Regions from separate parts of the Mus musculus genome. Here region 2 is linked to region 1. A link is a contact called in public Hi-C data. All regions are on one chromosome and are shown on one strand. Each heading gives the region's core, a stretch centred on a gene start, on an enhancer-like site or on the middle of the called end of the contact. The rest is flanking DNA. Distances are from core to core; before and after follow the strand shown.

Region 1 (3,037 bases), core at 371-2,870:
GTATTATAAGTCCTTTTTTCAAAATAAATTATGAGCCAAAATACTTGTTCATCTGGCAATTTTGTGGACCCTAGACGCACATCAAATGTTAATTCCCCATTTTCTCTTCCATCTACTGAATAATAGAACTGAAATGCTTCTTTCAATTAGCCTTGTGCTAGATCTAAAGACTTGGCTTGTATGCGCATTACAATGGGAGCGACACAGAGGAACAATATCATTGCTGGTGGCCCTGGCTACCCAGACATCAGGGGGAGAGTTCTTTATAACAAGTTTCAAATTGAATCTTTGTATGAGTGGGTTCAATTCCTTTGAAGGAGACAGAATCGGACATCAAAATTCAATAAAAGAAACCTCTGGGCATAAAAACTCAGTAGTTGTGAAAGATTTAACAAAAGCCAAATACTGAATTTGGCCTTGGAATTCTGCTCCTACTGTGACCTGTTGGAAAGGGAGGTGGAATGCCAGGTCTTTAGCTGAGCCAGAAAACAAGGTGGAGGTAAGACTGGCTTCTTTTGGACTGTTCTTGAGAGAAAGGGTGAAGAGCCCAGGGGTATTTTCCGTCTCAGAACAATTTATCCCATTTAATTGTCCTAGAGATCTTAAGATGCAGAGGTAAGTAAGCCCCGCCAAAGCTTCTAATCTGCAGACCAGTGTCTACAAAAAGACAAAGTGGATATACAGGGTTGGACTTACCTTAGACACATTTTCGTGCTGACCCTCACAGGTAATTAAATATGAGCAATGTTAAAAAGTTATCCTTCAAAGACCTTCTAACTAGGACTGCCAAATTTAGCAAAGAACAGAGGAACATCTTCAGACTAACAGGTATGATGGTTGTAGAGCTCTGTCTTTCTACAATGGATTGCTCCGGTTTTTAATAATATGTACGTCAATTTTTGGTTTGGTTGGTTGATTGGTATTTTTCCAGACAGGGTTTCTCTGTGTAGTCCTGGCTGTCCTGAAATTCACTGTGTAGATCTCTAACTCAAAGAAATCTGCTTGTTTGTACCTCCCTGGTACTGGAATTAAAATTGGGAGCTACCACTGCCTGGCTATCGCTCAAAATTTTAAAAGCTTAGTTTTCTTTAAAAGCTCATTTTACTTAAAATTATTTAGATTAAGGAATATGCTAATTACTTTATATAACATGATGTCACTTTTACTACACACACATAAAAATTTCTGTTTATAATAAAATTTCTATTTTACTTTGGGGGTTAGGAAAATTTGAGAGGAATACAGTCAAAATACATTCTATGAAATTCTCAAAGACTTCATTTTTCAGAATAGAAATTTCTTTCAATAGGAAAACAATTATAAAGAGAAATGTAAAGAATATCAGTTAAATTTAATTTTGTGTAAAGTTACATAATTTTGAGTTACTACATTCTGTGTTATACCTGGGCTATGCTTATATTAAATATATATTCCTTCTTTATCTGAAATTCAGATCAAACTGGACATCTCGTAATCCAGCAATGTGGTTAGCTCATCACCCGCTGTCTATGCTTGACTTCATAGATAAGGAACTGAACTTGAGCTAATTTATCTGCTCGCTGTCACCTGAAGACAGTGAGAGCTTAAAGCAGCAGTTGGTCCCACCCAGAGGGGACGCTTCAGTAGCTCTGCTGTAGTAGGCCCTACACTTGTGGTTATGCATTTAGCTTTGTTAGATTCCCCTCAGTTCATGGTGAGCAAAACCTCTGTGGGATTTTATGTGCGTTTCTAATGGGACTGCACTGACAGGAATTAAATACACACATCTGTTTGTTCAACAAAGGGAAAAAACAATTGCAGTTGAGACCCTTAGACTGAGAAGCCGCAGTTTGGGGGTGGTCTCACTTGTCATGCGGGGTTTGATACGTTGGCATAAATGTGTTTTAGGGTCTCACTCCTCACAAAAGGGTATATCTCAGAAACACCCTGACCAGTACACTGACCAGAACTCATATTTTGAAGGTAACAATAAAACTACTGATATTTAGGCCTAATGTACAATATAGATATTTTCATAGATAGGTCATAGAACACTTCTGACTAGGCATTTATTTACATTACAAAGTTAGTTTACAGTGTAAGTCTAATGTAAGTCAAGATCACATTCACATACTTTATTTCCAAATGCATGGGATATCTTTGAGGAAATTATCTATTCATACCTTTTACATTTTTGTGTATCATGAGATTGTTTACTATTATTATTATTATTCACAGAATCCTACTTTTTATGATGCCTTTTATCATCAGGCCCTCAGAGACTACTTGGAAGAAAACCTGAAACTTAAATCCTTTAATATAGACATTAGCCCCCTGTGTTTTTCCAAAAGCAAGAGGCCTTCACCTGAGCTGGATTACTCGTGGCCTGGCGATGCTGACACACAGCAGGTGCCAATGAGCCAACAGGATCCTCCTTGGCAAAGATGCACATGTTGTATAAGAAAACATCTTAACATTTTAGCTGTGTTTTACCATATCAGGTTTATACATTAAAGGGTTTATATCATTTGAATCTCAGAAAACCAAGATCAGTCCCTGACAAAGCTAGAGACTCCAGCTAGATCTGAGGTCTCCACCTGGCAGAATTTTGTCTGCACCCAGGAAGGAACGCGGTGCATCTTCTGGAAACCACAGATATTTCAGGATCGAATCAACTTTTCCAGACGACTTTCCCACAGAAGAAGCAAGGGTCCCAGCTTCTCCCTTCTCCAGTTTTGTTTGTAATACCACTCTTTCAAAGAAATAAACACACTCCCTTCTGTGTAACATCCCAACTCTAGATAGAAAGACATAAATTCAATGTAAGTTACTTCACAAATAGAGTTATGAGAAAGACAAGATCACACTCGCCATTCCTGGATATAGTGTTGCTTTTCTACAGAGAAGGATACGGATACCTTAACAAGAGACAAAGTCGATAAAGAGACACAAGTACATAATAATAGTTAAAGAACCCAACATCTACGGGGTAAGCAAGACGGTGCTCACTACAACAGAGGAAAGCGACTTCCATGATTACAAAATGCGGATATGCTAC
Region 2 (3,328 bases), core at 220-2,719, 64 kb before region 1:
CCTTCCTTCCTTCCTTCCTTCCTTCCTTCCTTCCTTCCTTTCTTCCTTTTTTTTCAGAGTAGACTCAACAATGGCAACACTCACATTTGTATAGTGCTTACATTTTTAAATACCTGGTGTGTGTTATTATTAATAAGGCTTTTTTTTTGCCAGAAACAAAGCCATCATCTATTGAACACTTACTAACTTTTCTGATAGTGCATGACCATTGATTGTGTGCTTACGTTGCTCTGCGATGAGCTAAGCATTCTGAGATAATCTCTTACCTTCATATCAAATCCCCAGGTTCTTATTAGTATCGAGTTAGAGCGTTTATCTAAACAAAGAATTTTAAATTAAAATGATAAAATTATAAACTAATTAACTTAAAACTTGACAGGTACCTTATGTGTGGCCTCATTTGAATTTCCCAAAACCCTTGGTGGGGGAAATCATTCAAAGTACAAACAGAAATGCTGAGAACCAAAGAAGGAAATCGCATCTTCCAGTATCTGTGAACAACCTGACCCTACCTCTAGCTATTTGTAGCGTTCTTTCTGGTATTAAGTTGACAGAGCTGGAGAGAGTCTATGATTCAGATATTCCTCAAGTTTTCACAATCTTGGACAAACTCAGTTTTAGATGTTGTATAGCTAGAGCAATTACAGAGACAAACTCTTAACTGAGTTTATTTGTTTCATTTATTTTCTTTGATATGGAGAGGAGGAAAAAAACTTCATTAGTACAGCCTAAATTATCATAACTAAGAGACTCTAGGTTTCGTATGACTTTCTTTCCTACCTATAAGTCTCCCGCAAGTGGGGGGACAGCAGGGCAGTGCCACCACCAACAGAGGCTTTAGGTCCTCCACCTATCCCACCAGCAGGAAGGAGGAAGAGGGGAACTGAGATCAAGTAGCAACCCAGAATCATGACCTCACTCCAGCTTACAGCCTGTTGGACTAAATGTTGTCACATGGCCACACTTAAGAGCAAGGGAAGCTGGGAGATACAATTTTGCAACAAGGTGATGTGGCATACTTAAACCTCAGGTGGAAATGAGTCATTTCTGACACAAGGAATACTCTTAGATGTTCATTCTGTGTGAAGTCAGAATGTGAATGACCAAGCTGGATGGGGGTGGCGCAGGCCTTTAACTCAGCATTCAGGAGGCAGAAGCAGGTTAATCTCTGAGTTCAAGGCCAGTCTGGTCTACAGAGTAAGTTCCTGCACAGCCACGGCTACACAGAAAAAGCCTGCCCCTTCCAAAACAACGCCCCCCCCCCAATTAATCAAGACATATTTGGGTTTTTCTGGAGACTGTGGTACAACTGAAAGTAAATATCTTTTTCAAGAAAAAGAGTACACAAATTTCTAAGTTTTGAATATGTTGCATGCTACAAAAACAGACCACAAGGGTCTTACGCAGATGATCTTTGTACAAGCAAGAAGCAAGAAGCCAGAAGCTTAATCTTAGTTCAGAGTTAACTGTTTTTGCCTTTTTCTAATCTTATTCCTGCAAATGTTGACCAAAGTAAAGCCATGACTATATATCTATGGTAGCAGCTGGACCATGGCAGAAGCAGTGTGCTTCTAAGATAACAGCTGGACCATGGCAGAAGCAGTGTGCTTCTAAGATAACAGCTGGACCATGGCAGAAGCAGTGTGCTTCTAAGATAACAGCTGGACCATGGCAGAAGCAGTGTGCTTCTAAGATAACAGCTGGACCATGGCAGAAGCAGTGTGCTTCTAAGATAACAGCTGGACATGGCAGAAGCAGTGTGCTTCTAAGATAACAGCTGGACTTGGCAGAAGCAGTGTGCTTCTAAGATAACAGCTGGACCATGGCAGAAGCAGTGTGCTTCTAAGATAACAGCTGGACATAGAAGTAGCAATGTGCTTCTATGGCAGTCAACTCTGAGTAGTGTCCTGCTAACCACCTAGCTGGTGGCTCAGAAATCTTTAATGTGATACACTGTGATGCACTGGTCAGCTAGTTTCTGCCTAGCCATACATAGACACACCCGTTATAATGGTTCATAGGAATCAAGTAGCTATGTCTGTATGGCTATTTGAATTACTGTGTTAGGTTGAGCTGAGAAAGCTACATCTGAACCCTGACCATTTCAACCCACACAGGTCCTGACTCAGGAGAACGAGCCAGTGGGCAGGACTGGATCCTCTCTGCCTCTTCCCCAGAGGGAAGATTCTGGAGAAATTTTTGTGCATTGTACTCTGGCCTACTCAATGTCAAGGGGCCTGAGTCCAAAGAAAAATAATCTGTCATTACAATGGCCACTTAATCACTTGCCCGGAGCAAATGACAAAATATGACAGGTTCAGTTTTACTGAAAACACAGATTGAGTGAAAGAGCAAAAGCTGGATGTGGGCGTTTACTTCCCAGAATGCACTTTTCCCCTAGGAAGCTCCAAAATGTGTCCTTGGTGCAGCTCCAAAGCTCACTAAATTCATTCATTCATCCCACAACCAGGCTCTATGCAGGTAAGCCTAGGGAAGGACTTCGTTAGCCAGAGCTCACGTGTGCTTGCACATGCACGTGTGCGCGAGTGTGTGAACACACACACACAGAGGGAGGCATACACGCATGTACACACTCACATATCAGAGCAAGGAGACTGTACCATCGTTCTATATTAAGCCATAGGAGCTTATACTCATTCTTGATGTTGGGTGGAGGGGGCCCCAATAAAACAGGGCACTTTAAATGAATCAGGGAAAGAAATTCTCTCTCCCTGGCCTTCTTGGTTGGAGTGATGAGCACCCTTTAAAGAACATCTAGTGGCTTTCACAGAGTACTTAGCTTCTGTCTCCTAGGACACCCACCACGTGTCTCTGAATGATACTCTACACAGCCTTTCTCTCTCTCTCTTCAATGAGGAGGCATATGAACAGGTACCTTGGAAAGAGAACACTTCCACTTACTGAGCATCTATTTTAAGCTAGACCTTTTATATAGTATGTTTCATCTAAACTTCATCTCACAGATAAGAACCCTGAATCAGAAAAGAAAAGAAAACAGAAGAGAAGAAAAGACAAGACAACTTCAGGACTTTCGTCTAGGCTCCTGTAACTATCAAGGTGGGGCTGGGTAGGGGGGAGGGAGGAAGGAAGGTCTGTGATTGGTTATTTCCAACTGCAAAGCCACCAGGCTTCTCAAGACCAGACTCACTTAGCTTTCTTTCATCTCACAGACAGGATTGTTAGTAAGGGATCTTTCTGCTGAACTGCCAGTCTCTCTGGGCTGCTCTTCATGGTCCTCAGATTAGTAACAAGAAAACCTACCACAGCTGATTTCTCCTGATAGAGACATCCGCTGGCTCAGGGCGAG

Evidence for each region. A called contact is a pair of places that touch in the nucleus more often than the background predicts.
Region 2: a contact with region 1 is called in a Hi-C map of the HPC-7 cell line, with 2.7 times the contacts expected there. The contact joins two enhancer-like sites. A contact is called at or near these places in 9 of 484 Hi-C or Micro-C datasets (the 3T3-L1 cell line, 3T3-L1-derived adipocytes, the G1E-ER4 cell line and 5 more) and 3 of 115 datasets of contacts at active chromatin or transcription factors (embryonic stem cells and fibro-adipogenic progenitors).

Annotation. Positions count from the first base shown.
Region 1 is chr2:74,890,579-74,893,615 of GRCm38.p6, reverse strand. No RefSeq gene overlaps it. Among named protein-coding and RNA genes, the nearest start is that of Mtx2, 66 kb to the right of the region's middle. Within about 2 kb of position 1,620, at least 3 of the 459 cell types and tissues checked have an H3K27ac peak or open chromatin away from gene starts, as enhancers often do. A contact at or near this core is called in the HPC-7 cell line, where this site is marked.
Region 2 is chr2:74,954,407-74,957,734 of GRCm38.p6, reverse strand. No RefSeq gene overlaps it. Among named protein-coding and RNA genes, the nearest start is that of Gm46748, 110 kb to the left of the region's middle. Within about 2 kb of position 1,469, at least 2 of the 459 cell types and tissues checked have an H3K27ac peak or open chromatin away from gene starts, as enhancers often do. A contact at or near this core is called in the HPC-7 cell line, where this site is marked.